Regions from separate parts of the Zea mays genome. Here region 1 is linked to region 2. Evidence: chromatin contacts called from public Hi-C data. All regions are on one chromosome and are shown on one strand. Each heading gives the region's core, a stretch centred on a gene start, on an enhancer-like site or on the middle of the called end of the contact. The rest is flanking DNA. Distances are from core to core; before and after follow the strand shown. Region 1 holds the start of LOC100283972. Region 2 holds the start of LOC100192010 (50S ribosomal protein L13, chloroplastic-like).

The links. A called contact is a pair of places that touch in the nucleus more often than the background predicts.
Region 1: a contact with region 2 is called in a Hi-C map of tassel, with 5 times the contacts expected there. The contact joins the promoter of LOC100283972 here to the promoter of LOC100192010 in region 2. A contact is called at or near these places in 10 of 25 Hi-C or Micro-C datasets (bundle sheath, ear, endosperm and 4 more).

What each region holds. Positions count from the first base shown.
Region 1 is chr3:203,060,724-203,066,001 of Zm-B73-REFERENCE-NAM-5.0, reverse strand. It overlaps LOC100283972, which reads right to left and starts at 2,062. Exons shown (of 1, transcript XM_034059761.2): 1 at 648-2,062. The coding sequence starts at 1,484. The coding sequence ends at 783. It overlaps LOC118476738, which reads left to right. Exons shown (of 2, transcript XM_035966411.1): 2 at 1-332. The coding sequence ends at 231.
Region 2 is chr3:202,896,748-202,902,183 of Zm-B73-REFERENCE-NAM-5.0, reverse strand. LOC100192010 (50S ribosomal protein L13, chloroplastic-like) reads right to left here and starts at 3,255. Exons shown (of 4, transcript NM_001137434.3): 1 at 2,925-3,255; 2 at 2,256-2,441; 3 at 1,519-1,689; 4 at 332-735. The coding sequence starts at 3,149. The coding sequence ends at 619. It overlaps LOC100285659, which reads right to left. Exons shown (of 6, transcript NM_001158550.2): 2 at 5,257-5,436; 3 at 4,994-5,170; 4 at 4,746-4,901; 5 at 4,318-4,594; 6 at 3,570-4,211. The coding sequence ends at 3,955.

The DNA of each region.
Region 1 (5,278 bases), core at 813-3,312, 170 kb before region 2:
GCCGCAGCACTCCTGCACAGAGCTCGGCAGCACTCCCGCATAGAGCCAGCGCGGGATCCGCGGCGGGGGCGAGATCCGGGGCGGGGGCGGCGGGGGACGGTGCCTCGGTCGTGGGGGAGGGGCACGACGGGGGCTAGCGAGCTGCTTTCATGCGCGCGCGTGGGAGGGTGCGGGGTCAGGCGGGGGCAACCAGGGTGTGGACGGGTGTGGACGCTGACGCTACTATCTTAATAGAGTAGTATAGATATGAAATGTGGATTTTTTAACCTTAGCTATTTGCAATGTTCAAGGACAATGTCTAATTACGACCTACTTTTTTGGATTGCTTTTAATTACAACCATCTGAGATGGACTCTTGAACAGGTTTTCATCTACAGCAAAATAATCGACATAATAGATAAATATGGGCTACAAGTACATGACTCCATTAAAGATAGTGAGGCAAGCATCTAACACACTATTCATGCCTCAAATCAACAATTAGTAACTTGAGACCCACATTAGCATGCTCGTTTTTGAACCACTGCATGCGCTTCCAACATCGAGTGCATACTGTTGGCGCCTAGTAAACTATAGTATAGCTGAAATATGGGTTAGTACACGCCATTATAGTTTTGTTGTTTTTGAAGCACGCTGCACACCATAACTATTCGTGAAACTATATCAGTGCCATTATAATTCTCGCGAAAGCTGAAAATGCCATTATATACGTCTGCTGAAAATGCCATTATATAAGACGATGGAGTTGCCTATTTCACCATACATGAATCCGTCTGGGCATATCATGTACTCCTACCTGGCAATGGGATGGCGAGAATGTCGCCTGGCGCGGCGACGGGACTCCCCATGGCATTGACATTCATGACATCCGTGACGGTGGTCTCGTAGCTTGCAGCGATGGCGGGCACGGTGTCCCCGACCTGCACGACGTAGGAGAGGTACACCGCGGGGAGGTTGTTGTCGGATGAGTTGAAGCAGACGCATGGCAGCGGAATGGCGAGCTTCTGGCCGGCGTCCAGCGGCGCGTCGGGGTCGGCGGAGGTGAGGCCGTTCTCGTTGCGGATCTGGTCGGAGGAGGCGAGCCCCGCAAAGACGACGTCGGAGACGGTGGCGAGCGTGTCGGCCGGGCGCGCGGCGTAGCGGACGGAGACGGACTTGCGGACGCCGTCGGCGCAGGAGCAGCGGGTGGGCACGCGCACGAAGAGGCCCATGGGCAGGATGCGGTGCGCCGCCCCTGGGGCGCCGAAGTCGAGCGCGTTGGCGGCCAGCAACGCCGCCGGGTCGACGGCGAAGAGCGCGGCCACCTCGGACACCTTCATGTCGGCGTAGAGCGTGTAACCCAGCAGCGCCGGGCAGGAGTCGGACCCCGAGCACGGCTCGATCGTCGTCTTCGCCTCCGCGCCGCGCGGCGCCACCGATACCACGGCCACCACCACCGCCACCACCATCACAGCCGCCATCACGAAGCCACGCGACTTCGCCATTACCGAGAGATGCTAGCACTTGCGAGTGCGAGCTTGGACTGTGGAGCTCGTGACTATAGTGCTCTCCGCCTCTGGTCGAGCAGGGGCGGACCCACAGGGGGTCCAGGTGGGCCGTGGCACACCCTAAGCCTAGCCTTCACAGTTCTGACGCCTGAGCACGAGCAGACCTAGCCGCCGGTCGCCAGAACGCCATGCCCAGCCTCAGCGCCGCTAGAACGCCTCACGCCCTCGCCCAGCCATCGCCACCAGGACGTCGCGCGCCCGCGTCCATCTATCGTCTCATCGGGTGCCCACGTTGGTTAGCCACCGACCACCGTCGTGCCGCGCGCTCGCGCGCTCGCGTCCAGAGCCTAACCGCCACACGCGTGACACGCCCATGCCTAGTGGCTAGTGCCCAGCCAGGATTCACCTACGAGGCTGAGCCTCACGTGGGTCCTTCTAGGTGATGTGTGCAGCCTAGTCGAATTGTTGTTGTGCTCGTTAAATTATTTCTCCGGTTAATAAGTATATAAATATGTGATCGTACATTTTTCCCCTTTATTTACAATTGATAAGGTGCTGCACATAGGTGAGAAGCAAATGGATAGAGATACATGGGTGTTTATGGTTGATGTCGCTCAACTTTTGACAACATATTTAGGTTACATGAATTGGCTTTGCAAGAGGGCTCGTGGTCGCTGTGTTGATTCTTTTGGAGTCCTTGGAGAAATATATGTTGTTCTTACCAAGCAATCACGATTTAGAGCACATGGATTGATATTCAGTAAGCAAATTCACCCATTGGCTTCTATTAAAATTGTAGGTTAGAGTTTATGTTGAAAAATTCCTGTTCGAGCGATCGGTTGGGATGCTAGACGATGGAAAAGATTATTACTATAAATTTATATATATTTTGTAATTGTATATGAAAATTTTGTTGTGGCACACCCTATATAAAAAACCTAGGTCCGCCACTGTGGTCGAGGGAGAGAGAGAGCCGAGAGGCGTGGTATGTAAGCCGGTGAGTAATGGCGGGAGGGGAGAGGAGGCTGTTGTTTGCTTTTGGCAGCGCTAGGAATCTGTGCCAAGCGAGGGGAAGAGGGAAAGGTAGCAGAGGCCGCAGGTCTTTCCCGCGGCCACTCGTTGTCTTCGAGGATGCCCACTGGCGCGCGCGTGGGAGGACGCGGGGTCAGGCGGGGGCAACAGGGTGTGGACGCTGACGCTACTATCTTAATAGAGTAGTATAGAATTATCCAGGGTTAGTATGTTGAGAATTGCCTAAATAGTTTGGAAACTTAAATCCCTTTTAAGATTATTGGGGATTGAGAGAAAATGAGCTATTTTTTCACTCAATCCCCGGGAATACTGGAGCAGATTTAAGTTTCTAAACTAGCCTTTAGGTGCACGATAGCGCGTTTTCAGGTCTACTTGTCTGAGGTTAGGGCATGTACAACCTTATTTAATATGAGGTCTTTTTAGGAGTCTAAGGTTCTAAGCGAAAAAATACAAAAGACGGACTCTTCGTGAAGAACCCGTCTCTTCACGAATTTATCTGTATTTCTGATCTAGTGTCTCAGGATTGTATCATACAGTCTTTTAATCGTATTTTATACTTAAAAAAGTGAACTGATGTTTCAGAGTTGTACATGCCCTTAGTATGTTGATTACCATTGCCAATCAGCACTGCATGCTTGCGATTATGTGGCCGCTTTGCTTGTAGTAGTGGCAAAGGTTTTATGTGGAATGGTCGTGTTCTCCGGGTAGCACGGACAACCATAGAGTAGGCTGAAACCATGGACAGGCATAGGTATAGCAGCTATCCATATACATATACGGGTACTTCTGATGATTATTTTGCACAGTACCATGCGTGGTGGCACTAAGGCGTGTTCGGGAGCGTATTTTGCACCAGCACCATGTGTGGTGGCACTAATGGTGTGTTGGAGCGAAGGGTTTAAGGGGACTAAAATCTCTTATTATTCAAAATTAAATAGAAAGAGATTTTAACCTTTTTAATCCACTTCTTCCAAACATGTCTAAAAGCCATGGACCGGCCCAGGTCTTTATACCAGCCGATGTATAAACATGGTGCTATGCATCACGTGTGCATATTCTTTGAAGCTCAATTTAGCCCGATTGAGCACTTCAATGTATAGCCACAAGCATGCTCTGTCCCTGCACAGCTCCTATTTTTTTCTCAGTTTTTCCTTCTCTCGTTGCTTCTTAGCGTTAGAAGTGGTGGCGATCACAGCACGTCTTCAGGTCGTGGGATGGCGTGGTTATGGTGAAGACATCGCAACGTCATAGTTCACGGTGGCCACAAATTTAGAGAGTGTTTGGTTTGTAGGACTAATTTTTAGTTTATTTTATTTTTGTTTTAGTCTCTAAATTGTTAAATACGGAAACTAACAGATATTGAAGAAATTCAATATAATCGAATCATGGTTATTTGATTCTCTCAAATCATGAGATGTGCTATTGATCTTGCAAGAGCATCCGACCAAATATTGCTTTGCAAATGATTTGCTAGCTAACAACACATGAGATTGAGTTATGTTCTCTAAGGGCCCGTTTGTTTCCCTCATTTTGAGGAATTGGAATTTAACTAATGCACTAGTCTATTTTTTAGAATGTGACATTCCACAACTTTCCAAAGTGTATATATAAGCCTATCTCAAACTCATGGGGTGAGAGATGGAAATTAATTCTATAGATTTACATGTTACTTTTCTAATGTACAATTTATATCACACTCTTTTACTTGTTTCTCTATAATATAAATATAGTGTATAACTATCTATCTAACATGATTTAGGATAACATACAAATACATTACATAAATAAATATATTAACTCAATTAGTTTTATCTAAATTATAATTATTAGAATAGAATTCAATTTCAACGAAACAAAGAGAGCCTAAGAGTAATCATAATTTGGTTATGGTTGGATATATTGATATTGGATATCTATAGAAGATCCTCAGGTGAAAAGTCAATGACATACTTTAAGTAAGTTAGACATGTTGTTTGATAAATAGATTAATCATTTTGTAGCATACTTCATGTCGTTGTACACAATGATGATATGTGGTTCCCCTCGGTGTTTGAATCTTGGTGGAGAGAAATCGGTATTGGTACTTTGGTAGTCTCCTTTTCTTTCGGTGATACGCGGCATAAAGCTACACACAATCCTGGTCCTTGTACGATATCTCTGACATATGCCATCAGATTCTTCCGCCGATCCCCCAAAAAGATCAGCTTATCTTCTAGCTCCTGTAGTCGTTTCTCTGTAACAAGTTCCTTTCGTGCATTCTTTTCAAGCTCCGAGGTCAGGGCTACGTTGTCACACTTAGGATTGATTTGATGACAAGGAAATCACGAGGGGATTGCAAGGGATTAAGGGGAAAATAAACTAATTTCCCCCTCAATCTCCTCCAATCCCTCGTGATCTCTCGTCACCAAATCTGCCATTAAGCCTTTCTATTTCCTCCCCATAATCCCTCCTTTCAGCATCTGCTAATGGTCTAGAACCCTGAGTGTGCGATGAATGGCTGAGCATAGGCTTGCGACTGTGTATATTTTTCAATCGGTGTTGTTGTCCCCTAATGAAATCGTCATTTGCAAACTCCCATTGTTTAGGGTTGTCGGAGACCATAATTAGGGGTACCCCCAAGACTCCTAAATCTCAGCTGGTAACCCCCAACAGCACAAAGCTGCAAAGACCTGATGAGTGCGATTAAGTCAAGGCTCGGTCCACACAAGGGACACGATCTCGCCTCGCCCGATCTCAGCCTCGGGCAAGGGCAGCCGACC
Region 2 (5,436 bases), core at 2,006-4,505:
CCGGAGTCCCGGTTATGCTTATGCGTGTACCCTAGGCAATTTGCCTCTCTTAAGTCTTAACACAAACACGATTGCGTTTTACCTTAAAATATTGCATAAGGCACCAACCGTCACCTGTATGTGTGGTATTTTATTTTATGTTTCCATGTTTATTCCCACGCATTCCAGCATTCAGTTACATCCACAACAATTTTACCAAAAGATATAGGTCACATGAGGAAGCACATGTCTATTCTACAAACTCAGAAGAAAATATCACACCTCGCCACCCAAGAAAATTGGTTATGAAAACTGTCGATCAATTTCGTATATCCAGATGGCAGGCCGAACATTGAAACAATCTGCCACTTCATACCATACGAGGTCAAAATTACAAACTTCAACTGGAAAATAAAGATTTTAGGTTGATTTAAACCGTACCATATTACATGACTACTCATTGACAGAAATTTGACTGAATTTCATGCATTGGTAAACATCAAAATTACAAAGAGGATTTATACTCCCCCCCCCCCCCTCCCCGATCAGAGGCATGGTTATGAGGATAGCATTCCAAACAAAGGGCAAAACCTTCTGGGGAGGAATTCGCCACTGCATCCTTTTCAGTCGATGAATTCTCTATCCAGTTTTTTGTATTCTTTTATCCCTGATCGGGAGTGGGACAGGTTTTTGAGCCTCGTGCGGATGTTCTGTCCCTTTGTATACCTTGAGGTGGGTAAATAATCTTCTTCCCAGCTGCAAATTGGCAAAAAAGGTGAGCATATAAATGTAAATATAACAAGTATATAGCACATAACAAAACTAAGTTAAATCAAATTTGCCATCAACAAGAAAAATGGAATGGTTAGGGGGGATGCTTCAGATAACAAGATATTTGCCTGCCATAATGTGAGTTTCAGTAAACGCATCCATACTACCAAACAATTGAACTAAGAAGCAATTTGCAAGAAAAAGGTTAATAGGCAATTTTTATGGAGTTCATGCAACACACCTTTGCGAACTTAGAAAAAAAAAGATCGGCAAGATAATTAACTAATTCAATCTGGACTTGTTAATTTTGTTCAATAACAACATTCCCTTGAATTTAGTACTGTGATTTATTCTGAATGTCACGCTTTCACTGGGAGGTACATGCTGATGCATGAGCAATGTTCTGACTGCAATACACTTCAGGGCTTGTTCGTTTCGCCGTTAATCCATGTGGATTGAGTGGTATTGAGTCGGTTTAAATCCATAGCAAGTCAAAATCCATCCCAATCCATCCCAACACACCAATCCACATGGAATTGAAATAACCGAACAAGGCCTCACCATTAACTATAGTAGTTCTCAATCTCAAAAGAAAAAATTCACATCTGCTAACTAATACCAAATTGTAATTTTTGGGACCTTAAAATAAAGGTCACCAGGAAATTTGGTTGTCATTTTCATATTTGGCATACATTATAACATGCGCACTAAAACGAGAAAGAGAACATGTAGACCTGAGGCAATCAGCTAGTAGATGTTTTTTCTTACCCTTCCCTTGGGGAGCATGCCACGAACCGCATGTTCAATGATTCTCTCTGGAATTCTTTTCTGAAGTTGGTCAAAAGTTTCTTCTTTCATCCCTCCAGGCCTTCCGGAGTGCCTCCTATAAAGCTTTTGTGACCGCTTTTTACCAGAAACAGCAACCTTATCTGCATTGACCTATGTGAATAGAAAAGGTTGTTAATGACTCTCAGCATTGTAGTGTAACACAATAATGCATATCATCTACTCCATCTGTTCCAAATTATAAGATGTTTTGGTAATTCTAGATACATAGTTGTTACTAAATATCTGGACATGAATTATGTCTAAGTGCGTAGCAAAAGTAATGGATCCAAAAAAAATCCAAAAAGTCTTATAACTTGGAACTGAGGGAATACGTGGTAATGAGCCTTTAGAGATGCACCAGTCACAAAAGGACTATGCTAACATAAACATTAAACACAACTACAGTTGAAGATTATTTGAGGAAGGTTACTCACCTCAGTACCAAATAATCTGAGGGAAGTAAAGCATGTATACTAAGGCCCTGTTTGGAACCTCTACAGCTAATAGTTAGCTGCTAAAATTAGCTATACAGGTTCCAAACACCCACAACTAATTGTTAGCTAACTCACAGTTAACAATTAGTTCATTAGCTGGCTCAACCCAGCTAACAATTTGTTAGCTGGCTACCTGTTAACTGTAGGGATTCCAAACACTATAGGTATTGAGAGAACGCTTACCACAATAACAAAAGCTCCCATGTCTACACTAGGAGTGTAAGTGGGTTCATTCTTTCCCCTGATATGTACTGCAATGGTGGATGCTAGCCTGCCTAGGATCTTGTCTGTTGCATCAACAACATACCATGTCTTCTCGGTAGTTACATGATCTGCAGCCTTAGGATACCAGGTTGTATTCCATATGTCCTGCAAATTAAATCACTGAATCAGATTTCAGTAGACACAATTACTTGTGGAGTAATTCATTAGAAGAAAGAACAAGGCATAGTACAAACAAACCATTCACTTTGTACCCATAGTATTAGTAACTGATCCTAAACAAGTCACAATTATGAACAGGCTGGTTGGCAACCATCAGTTCACTTTGACTTGCATGTCCAATTAAGCTCATTTTTAATGAATTCTCTCTCACCACAAACAGCCCATGGGTAATTTTGGATATGATGGCACATGGCAGATAACATATATAATGTACGCAGTTCTATTGTAACTTGATTGCCCTTCATCATGCACATAAAAGGATAGTCGAAGCCTCTGAGGTGGATTAAGATGGCCACGGTGAAACATGAACAAAATAGGATGGACACTGTCAGTCCAGGGTTACAATCCTGCAAAACGAGCTGTGAAAATGTGCACATTGTTTCAAGAGAGGAAGAGAGAGCGTCGTACGGGGCCGCAGAGCTCGTCTCCCTCGAACATGAAGCGCTGCTCGCGGGGCACGAGCGCGGCGAGCGGCTGCCTCTTCTGCTTGTCGCTCTTCTCGCACCGCACGGCCAGTCCCACCGGGGCGGCCCGGCGCGGCCCCACGGACGCGGTCCGGGTCAGGCGGCGGTGGTAGTGGCGCGGGGCGAAGGCGGAGGAGAGCAACGTATGGGAGGCGACGGCCGTAGCCATTGCGGCACGGCGAGCGAGCGGCAACAGGAGGAGGATGTGCAGACGGTTGGTTCAGTGGGACGCGGCCATTTTTAGGCGCAGTGGGGAGCGTCAAGCGGATAAGGGGATAGGAGACAAAGAACAGGGAAAGGTTAACAAGAACATATGGGCTTCATGGGCTCAGAACGAAATGCAGATTTGGCCCATTACGACACCTTATCAGCTCATCTGAGATTTAAACGCTTCCTTTGAAACTCTTCCCAAACTCAGAATAATGGCGGTTCCATAATTCCATCTAAAAAAAAGAAATTCAATGTATTACTATTGGGCAAAGGGAGCTGCATTAACAAAATATAGCTTCAGACAGGACCATATTTTTTTCAAACGATTCCGCTGTTCAAGTACCAATTAGAAACATCGGTAATCAGAGAAATTCTCGAGTCCAAATAAAATGACGGGAACAGAACTTCCATTGCTGCTAGTTTCCGCGACAACCATCAGCAGCAGAAGCCGAATTAATTGATAACGGACACCATTTTCACATGTTCCATCAGGAAACGGAAAGGAGGCAGAAAAGTGTTCATTCTCTTCTAACCAAAGAAAGCATATCTTTTACATATATAGTGGCAACATCGTGTGATTGCGTTGCAGTGAAGCAACAGCTTAACGTGTTTCTGGTTCAGATCCAGGATTCCCTCGCAGGAAGAACGCAAAGATGATAATATACAACAACAAAATTGTGAACCAGAGATGTCGAGTATCGACGATTAGAACCATATGTAAATCAATGGTTAGTTGGCTACCAGCAAATGAACTGGGAGGAAGGTTACGAAGTAGTAGAAGACCCTGAATTTGTCTGTGTAAGAGGTTTTACTTTCCTTGTGTGACCCAAACTATTCACAAGATCCCTGCGAGTGCATACAGGAAACATGCTCAATCCATGCATGTTTAGCCGCCACAAAACGTATGGAAAACTGAGCTGATCACGAGATGTGAAGCGAACCACTTCATTAAACCAAGCACACATGAAATGGTTCGTTGCAGGGGTGAGTTCCCTCACAATAACAGAGGCTTCGGCTAGAGCTGAAAAATCAAACGGGTAAATTCATTATAACAGTTCGGAAAACATATACAGAGATATTCCACAGGAGCAAAAGAACAATTGTTTGAGAAAGATTAACAGACTGACCTTTCAGTCCGTGCAATCTTTTTGTGTCCGGCATTCCATCTTGACGATACCGAGTCAATTGTACCTCTACCTCTTCAGGGGTAGCCTTGTGCTTTTGAACAATAGCTTTCCCCTCATCATATATGTTACTCCGTGCTCCATGTTCAGAGATAGCAAATGTAGAGTTTGTCCTCCAAAGAAGAGCTTCAAGCATTCCTATAGGATCTCTTCGTAATTGGTATTTAGAGTCAACCCATATAGAGTACCTTGCCTCTGTGAAAAGGCGATGAGTCAACATCTGCAAAAATCATGTTAAGTGATTTAGTATCTGAACACACTTTGTTTCCCAATCCTAAAAATAAAATATCAGGCTTAGGAAAGTGAGAATGAGAATTTCTATCATGACAAATTGGTACAGAGGATAGATTATGACATCTTAAGATTTCTACCTTTGGTATCTTCCCATTTAATCGTTGATCTACAAAAGGGAGGCTCCTGACAACAATGATCCGCCACCTTCCTATCATGCTATCATCACCAATTACCTTTCCTTCAGCTTCCTGAGCTGCTAGTGTCACTTCATCCCAGAAAGCAACATAGCAAACCTGCTTTAACATAAGACCATGCGAACTTGTATAATCATCAAATGATGGCTTACTCTGACATTCAATTCTGAAAATAATGGAGAATGCAATACCCTGCCAATAGAAGAATTGGCCATTCCAATAGGTTGATATAGATCATCCCCACCACCAAATGCACAGGTAGACACAACAACTTTACAGGCTCTCATGTATCTCCTGTCCTCCTCAGAAATTTTGAAGCCACCATTGTCGCTGTAGAAACCACAGTGCACACTAACAGTCTCATTCACCTGCAGAAGTATGGAAACACATTAAACATGTCAGGGAGGCGCAACTTTGTGACATCAAAACAGTACGCATAAGTAAGCCTTACGACCTTGAAGCTATCTTCTCTTTCAGCAAGTGTCTGAAATCCTGTAAACAGGTCGAACCTTGTTGCTTCCGCATGTTGCAGTAAATATGTAGAGTTTGCTTCGGAGTGGTATGTGTCATAGTCATCGTCATCAGTTTTGTACGTGATTCTGCTCACCACAGAATCGAGTCTTGTACCCTCCGG